Linked DNA regions of Rattus norvegicus: region 1 is linked to region 2. A link is a contact called in public Hi-C data. All regions are on one chromosome and are shown on one strand. Each heading gives the region's core, a stretch centred on a gene start, on an enhancer-like site or on the middle of the called end of the contact. The rest is flanking DNA. Distances are from core to core; before and after follow the strand shown. Region 1 holds the start of Plekhf2 (pleckstrin homology and FYVE domain containing 2). Region 2 overlaps LOC120102827 (a long non-coding RNA gene).

The links. A called contact is a pair of places that touch in the nucleus more often than the background predicts.
Region 1: a contact with region 2 is called in a Hi-C map of kidney, with 3 times the contacts expected there. The contact joins the promoter of Plekhf2 here to the enhancer-like site in region 2. A contact is called at or near these places in 7 of 12 Hi-C or Micro-C datasets (Schwann cells, hepatocytes, kidney and 3 more) and 1 of 1 datasets of contacts at active chromatin or transcription factors (oligodendrocytes).

The regions. Positions count from the first base shown.
Region 1 is chr5:28,901,322-28,905,523 of GRCr8, forward strand. Plekhf2 (pleckstrin homology and FYVE domain containing 2) reads right to left here and starts at 2,402. Exons shown (of 2, transcript NM_001108655.1): 1 at 2,171-2,402. It overlaps LOC108350932 (a long non-coding RNA gene), which reads left to right and starts at 4,167. Exons shown (of 5, transcript XR_010066493.1): 1 at 4,167-4,202.
Region 2 is chr5:28,819,662-28,823,646 of GRCr8, forward strand. All of the region lies in intron 2 of LOC120102827 (a long non-coding RNA gene), which reads right to left. It overlaps LOC120102826 (a long non-coding RNA gene), which reads right to left. Exons shown (of 2, transcript XR_005504635.2): 1 at 406-3,985. Among named protein-coding and RNA genes, the nearest start is that of Cfap418, 28 kb to the left of the region's middle. Within about 2 kb of position 1,555, at least 11 of the 93 cell types and tissues checked have an H3K27ac peak or open chromatin away from gene starts, as enhancers often do. A contact at or near this core is called in kidney and liver, where this site is marked.

The DNA of each region.
Region 1 (4,202 bases), core at 1,152-3,651, 83 kb after region 2:
ACAAGGCCCTGGGTTCGGTCCCCAGCTCCGAAAAAAAAAAAAAAAAGAAGGAACAAGGTAGGCAGAGAATGCCCACATAGGGATGTGCTATGTTCTGCTCTAGAGACAGAGGCCTACAGAGTCATCAGCTTGACTGCTAAGATCTGCAGTATCAGGCAAGTAACTTCTTTCTGATAAATAATTTTTTGGTCCAAAAAATAAATATATAGGAAATGGAACTGACCTGATAGGGAGCAAAATTCAAAGGAAAAAAATTTTTTTAAAAAACTAAGAAAGCTGGGGTTGGGGATTTAGCTCAGTGGTAGAGTGCTTGCCTAACAAGCACAAGACCCTGGGTTCGGTCCCCAGCTCTGAAAAAAAGAAAAGAAAAGAGAAGAAAAGAAAAGAAAAGAAAAGAAAAGCCTAAGAAAGCTGACCAACACACCTACGAAAGCACTTTTACCTACTAAAGACTAAGAAGAGGGGCAGGGAGACGGCTCCGAGGGTTACGGCACTGAGGCGAGGCCAGGCCTGACAGCCTCAGTTCTATCCTCAGGGGCAGAAGGTGGAAAGAGAGAAGCAACTCCCACCTTAGCTCTTTGACCTCCGCAGTTGAACCATGTGACCACACAAATGTCCACGTTTGCACACACACAATAAAGAGATATAATTAAAAGTAGAGGGGTCAGAAAGGCGGCTCAGAAAATAATGATAGCAGCTGGCCCCCAGGTCTGACAACCATCCCCACACTCACATGGTGGAGAGAAGAAACTCAGGGAATTTGTCTTCTGACCTCTCCATGTGAGGTCTGGGGCCGAGCGCCTCCCCTTTCTCCATGCAGATGAGTGATTTTAAAAAATTAAAGCGTAAAATAAGGGAAGCCTCTATGGCCTGTTTACTGCTTTTGCATTGTTAAGAGCCTTTTCCGCCCATTTAACAAAATTTTAAAGCCGTCTTTATTTTTTTAAGGGTATTTATTTACTAGGCTACTTCATGCTGTACACCAGTTTCGTTTGGGGGGCGGAGGGACGTGATTATAAGGAGCTTTCCAAATAAGCATCTTAATACCATTCACCTCCCAATGCTATCACGACCCACGGTGATTAAAAATAGCCTTTGTTAATTCTAAATTAACCTGAGCCCTCCCGTCCCTTAAGCTACCAGGGTAAACAGATAAGGGCTCAAAACTCATGCACTTTTAAGGAACCAAAAGGAAAAAGAAGAAAAAAATTGAAATGTCAAGATCGATCACTGCACCCTATTCTGTTTGTTGTGGTTGGCTGGTTTGGAGGGCTTGTTTCTATCAGGCTCACGCAGTAGCCAAGGCTGGTCTAGAACTCGCAGCGATGTTTCCGCAATATGGGCACGAGCCAACACTAGGCTATTTCACTTTAGTCTTAAGACAACACGTGCCTTAACGTTTCAACTGAACCTTCAACTCTAATGTTTCTTTAACGAGTCTCTTAGGCAACGTACTAAAGCATAACAAAGAAGGCATTTACCAATTTAATGCACTTGGGAGTCTGAATTACGGCTTAGGTGTATGTAACCTGAATTCTATTCATTTCCACTGCACACTCACACAACGTGCTGCTTTAATACTCTAGGAGTATACAAGGCTACTCCAGTACTTAGGGAACCAGCTCTCGGCCTTTAATAACATTAAAAAAAAAAAAAAAACTCGTCAAAAGATCATAAAACTTAAAAAAAAAAAACTCCAAATAGCGTGTAAGCCACTGCTCCCTATCAGAGCCAACTTGTGTGGTGCCATTTTCGTATAAAGTCGTATAAAAAACACCGCTGGGACACAGCGTGCCCCTGACGCCCAGACCCTGCCAAGTTTTCAGACCGCACGATCTGGGGACCTGAGTCCTGGCGCCCCACAACTTCGAGGGACGACGCGAGGTCCAAGTCCCCAGTCGCCGTTCCCGGTCCCGGCCCTCGGGGCGGCGTCCCGCGGACCGCCGCGGCGGGACGGAGGCGGTTCCAGCCCGAGCGCCTGCCCGGAGGGGAGCCGCCCGAGCGCCCCGTTTCCCACAGACCCCAACATGGCGTCGGCCGCCGCCGCCCGGGCCAACACCTCCCCGCGCCACGGCTGGCCCGGGCCCGCGGGGACAGGCGCCCGCAAAGTTTCGCTTCTCCCTCCCCAGCCCGCCGCCGCCCGGTGCGTCCCGACCTCCATGGTACCTACCCGCCCGGGTGCGGGCGGCGGCGCCAAGGGTGCGACTCCTCCTCCTCCTCGTCGCCGACTCGGGGCGCGGACTCTGCCTGCTCCTCGGCCCCAGCCTCGCAGGGTGCGTGGGGCCCCGCGAGGCCGGCGCGATTCGGACGCGGCGGGTGCACCGCTCGCAGGTGACTTCACCGCCCCTCCAGTCGAACCCGACAACGGCCGTCCGGGCTGGCTTCCCTCCTGCGCGCGCACTGGCGCGCCCCCGCCCAAGCGCCAAACACGGGCACGAGCACACCGGCCCTGCCCTTTCTTCCCGGTTCCCTCGCCCCGCCCATCGCCTTGCCCTGCCCCTCCATCCCCACGCGACCGCACGAGGGGCGGGGTCTTCAGCGGAGGCCACACCCACTGGGGGGCCTCCCCGGGGCCGGGTTGGGGAACGCGCTCTTCTGCACAGAGGTGACGCGCACAGAAACCGGCTGAGGCAATCCTGGGTCGCCAGACCTGACTTTCCTGACTCGGGCTAGCCTTCGGAAAGGGCTCTTAAGCAGTCCGCGAAGTTCTCTGGAAGAATGGGCGGAAGCTGCCTCCACGCCTCCCTAAGGAACAGGAAAGGCTTTGCATCTCGCCACCCAAACGCGTCTGCCAGCCCCGCCCGGCTCGGCCTTGCGCGGAGCACCTGCTGTCGCTTCTCCCGAGCCAGGGGTCTGCGCCCACCGCACTCTTGTCCCGCAGGCTTCTCTATAACCTCATGCCTAAGAGCTCTGCTCTTCTCAAAACTTCCCTGGCGCCTGGGCCTCGGCCAACTGCTTCGCGTACCTAGGACTCCGTGCTAAGATAACCGCTGGGTTAGATGAGCGTTTACTAGGCGCTGCGGAGAGCTAGCACAGGTATCTAGGCGAGTGGGGTGGCCAAAGCACACCATTTAAACAGGGGAGGGGTAGAAATTGAGTTAGAGTAAACTTTATTATTTCAGGGATTTTTTTTTTAACCTCTTGTTGAGCAGTTCTAAACCTGTGGATCACAGGGGTTCGCCTAAGGCCGTCGGAGAACAGATATTTACATTGTGATTCATAACAGCAAAATTATAGTTATGAAGTAGTAACACAAATAATTTTATGGTGGGGATCACCACAATACGAAGAGCTGTATTAAAGCATTAAGGTTGAGAGCCAGTTGTTGAATTAGTGGGTCCACCGACCTATTCTATCCACAAATGAAGGGGGGAGGTGATCCTGTTGGTTTTCCTCTTGCTCTTGTGCCTGGAATTCTTTAAGTTCTTCCCATCCTTCCCTATTTCGGTGTCTGTGTAACAAACATTGCCCTCCCTACCAAGACACTTATTTAGCTTTAAGTACAAAGATGCAACCAGACCGCCTACAACTCAAAGTCTCGGCTTTGCCACCAACTACGATACCCGTTTCCTTGGGGTAGTTACCCTTAGTTCTTTCGTGTGTAAAACTGGGATAATAAGAGTGCCTCAAGGAGTCATTAGATAATCAATATTTGTAACATGCCAAGCACAAGCTAAGTGCTATGTAAGAATGATGGAAAGTATTGAAACATGCATATTCTATGTGTACACCTATATGTCTACTACACTTTACCTCGTTATTAAATATTAAATAAGACATACCAAATAATGATGTAAATATATGGAGTATTACATTTTCTTCCTGCAGTCTGTGCATTCCTGTCTCTTCCTGGGGTGTGTGCGCCCCAGTTTGGAAGCCATTTATTTAGACTCATACTGGCAAAAGCCGCTACGCAGGTGTATTGATTAAAATTTAAATTTAAGATCTGGTTCCTGCCTGACGCTGATCACGTGACCACGAGACACTAGAGCTATAAAGCACTCCCACCATCTTGGAACGTTCTGTAACACAGCAAGCCAAAGTCACCTAAAGACAGTGGCCGTCCTGGTGCGGCCTGTCACTCCGGCAGCTGTTCAGACGGTAGGATCCGCCCCTCACCCTCATATCACAGCTGTAACATGAAGATTAAAGAAGATTAAAGAGACGGATGGGTGGAGGAAATAATAGTGTATGGAGTTTGG
Region 2 (3,985 bases), core at 305-2,804:
AGTCAGAAGCTGATGCAGAGGCTGTGGAAGTACTATTTACTGACTTGCTCATCATGACTTATTCAGCCTGCTTTCTTATAGAACCCCGGACGACCAGCCCAGGGATGGCACCCCACAAAATGGTACCCAATTAATTACTAATTAAGAAAATGCCCTATAGCCAGATTTTACAGAGACCTTTTCCAAACTGAGGCTCCCTCCTTTAAGGTAACTCCAGCTTGTATCAAGCCGACATAAGGCTACCCAGCACACCATGTTTGCTTTCTGATCAGTGTAAAAATGCACACATTTAAGATGACATCCTGCTACTTTTATCAAGAGAACCTTTGTTTTTTACAGTTTTACTGCTGTGAACAGACACCATGACCAAGGCATCTCTCATGACATCTAACCAGGCTGACTTACAGGTTTAGAAGTTCAGTCCATTATCATGAAGCAGGGAACATGGCAGCATCCAGGTAGTCAAGGTGCAGGAGGAGCTGAGAGTTCTACATCTTCATCTGAAGGCCACTGGGAGAAAACTCACTCCCAGTTAGGAGGAGGGTCTCATTGTCCACCCCTACAGTGATGCACTTCCTCTAGCAAGGCCACACCTACTCCAAGAAAGCCACGCCTCCTAATAGTGCCACTCCCCGGGCCAAGCATATTCAAACCACCACACCAAGATTTTGGGCCCACCAAGCGTCATCTGATAGCAGGAGGCCCAACATGGCCCATTTGAAGGGAGCACTTAAAGCACAAATGAACGTGTTTAAATGCTTATCATTCTGTACCAGGTGTGCAGCAAGAGAGCCCCGGGGCACTAGTGATCAGACGGGCAGGGCTGAGTAGCACAGGTCATTTCCAAAAGATGGATCATAACTGGTCTTTTAGGTCCGGTGTCTTTGACTCCGTCATAACCAGACATTAGAATCCGCAGGCAGACTTGAAGCATCGCACTGTGTTAAACCTAGGAGGTCAAATCTGGACAGATCATCTCTGACTCTAATGGGGCCAGAATGGAAACTGCCTTGCTACATGTGAAAGTGGGAGCTAGAAATACACACTACTCCCAGACAGGAAAAGGAAAGCATGTCTCTTAAAACTTCCTCTTTCATAGTCTAAAATTATTCTTACACAGCGGGCGTGCGGCTGAGTCACCAGGTTATGTTCCTAGATGAGGGAGCGGTCAAAAGAGGGAGGCCCTGGAGGGACTTTACCTGGGGACAACGTGTCACAGTGAAAAAGAGCAGCCACGGGGCGCCATCAGGGGCAGGAACCTATGGTTCCGAGCCCTGCAGACTTAACCAGTGAATTGAGAATCTGGCCTGTAGGGGGCAGACCTGCACCAAGGACCACATCTTCCTCAGGCTTTGCTCTCTTGGGGAAAGTGCTTACAGTTCTAAAACGCCCATTTTGTTTTTGTTTTTGTTTTGGTTGTTGTTTCCCATCAGATCCCACCTGCTGCTCTTACAAGGGGCTGTTATTTTTCCTCTGGGCGAAATGTCCTATTCTAATCCACACTGTTTACAAAGAATAAGCATCACCTTCTCCCAAGCCTTGTGAAGGACTTTGATGATGCTTTCTGCCCAGATGTCCCTGTAGCCGCCATGGAAAAAAAATGGGACAAGTTACCTGACCAATCTGCTCCCTGCAGCACTTCAGGGACTCTAGGGAGACCTAGAGGGAACATTAAGGTAACTCCTCAATTACAAGAAGTGAATGGAGACTGAGATGCTGGCCCTGGCAGAGTTGTGCTGACGGGCCTCTGAGGCCAGGAAACCTTGTCTTCGTGACCTTTGGACGTGAGTGTTCAGCACACGCATTCCAAGGGTGCGGCGGTGTGGTTTTGTTTTTAAGGTTTTATAATTACTGCAGAAAACCATAACTTATCATCTGATGCTCTCACATTTTTGTGCCTGAGAATGCAATGCAAAGAAAAGCAGAAATTACTGCCCCAAATGACAAGTACGGCTCACCTGGTGTCTATCCTGGATTTCACAGAAATAAGCACAAACACTGGGTAGAGGTCTTGAGGGATTGAAAGGCCTCTTTCTCCTGCTCTTGCCCTACAGGAGGGCTGGAGGCCAGGAGCTAAGTCCCTTTCAGTACCTGTGCTTCCAGCCAGTTGCCATGGCATCAAACCCTAAAGTCAAGGCCCTTGCTTTCTAAACCCTGACAAGATCCTGGACCCAGGATCCCAAAAGCACCCTCCAGCCCCACAGAACAGCCGCCTGCCCCAAAACCACCCCACACCTGCATCTCTACACATGGCTAATCTCAATCTGCCGCCCTGTGACTAACAACTGTGCTCCTCAGAGGGGGTCCCCCCCTTCACAGTGAGAATCTCTAAGGTGAAGGCCAGCAGTCTCTCCCCAGACAGTCTGCAGTCCAGGTTCTCAGACCTGTCAGAGCCTCCAGCCCATGAGAAAGTGCCAAGAGGAAGGCACTGTGTGAGGGGAGGGGAGGCTACACCAGGCTAGCTCACTGCTTTCTCCATAGATGTCTAGATTCAGGGAGGAACCGTGAATGCCCTTGAGAGATGCTTTGACTCCAGCTCTTGGTGCTTCCACTCCACGCGTCCCAAGGTACTTACTAGATGGCTGGTGACATTTCACGACTTTTCTGAATGGGGCTGGAACTTCACAGAGGAACCGTGGAGAGAAGATTAGTACCTGGAAAGAACACCGGACCTGGAAGTCACACTAGCCCAGGCTATTATTCCAGCCTCTCCATTTTATCGAGGCATGCACAGGTTCAGAAGGCTACCGGGGCACACTTCTAGACACAGTTGATATATGATGCTGTAAGATAAACAGTCTTGGAAATGAAGGCCAGTCAGGACCAGAGTGTCTTTACTGCTATCCCTTCTCTTAGGCCTGCCTAATTCCATTCCCTTTTGCTTGTGACCTTCCTTACCCAAAACAGATCCCTCTAGATAATCCCTTAGCCTCTGCACCCCTTTCTACCTCTCTTTCCTCGATCAACACAGGAAGCCCCGCCAGCCTTGCAAGGACACACAACCTTTCTTAGTTAGGGTTTCCATTGTTGTGACAAAACACAATGACCGAAAAGCAAGTTGGGGAGGAAAGGGTTTATTTGGCTTACACGTTCACATCACCATTGATCATTGTAGGAAGTCAAGACAGGAACTCACAGAGGGCAGGACCCTGGAGACAGAAGCTCATGCAGAGCCCATGGAGGGGTGCTGCTTACTGGCTTGCTCCCCCTGCTCTCTTATAGAACCCAGGACCACCACATCAAGGGGGCGGCATCCCTCACAATGGGCTGGCCTTCCCAATCAACCTCTGATTAAGAAAATGCCTTACACCGAGATCTTATTGAGACATTTTCCTCAACTGGGGTTCCCTCCTTTCAGATAACTCTAGTTGAGTGCCAAGCTGATGGAAGGCTACTCAGAACCACCCACCAGAGCTAACCCCAATCACCCACCCCAAAGGGAAACCCTCCCACGGCTGCGGAGAGCTGATAATGGCTGGTGGTAGGTTTACATCTTACGACTATTTTCTTCCTCCTTCTAAAATATTTGTTTTAGTGAGTGTGTGTATCTGTGTCTGTGTCTCTGCACATGTGTTCATGAAGACATGCCCCAGCACGCCTGTGGAGATCGGATGACAACTTTCTTTTCTTCACAGTGTGAGTTCTAGGGGTCAAACTCAGGTCATCAGGTTTAGCGACAAGTACCCTCGCCTTCTGAGCCACTTCTGCCAGTCCCTTATTTAACTTTTGAAAAGGTAATATATCAGCAGGGCCCAATAGTTCCCAGTTCCGTGTTTGCCCTCCCCACCCCCGCTTCCTATCCCAACCTTTTAAAGGTAATTTTGATAGCTTTGTATGTATTTTTTCCAGTTGTTCTCTAAGTAAATGAAAGAGACAGACAAAGAGAGAGAGACAGAGAGAGAGATATTAAGGGAACCATAAGGCAACAAATTTTGCTAAGAGAATTTCATGAGCCACCAAGAGCTTGTGTGTGTGTGTGTGTGTG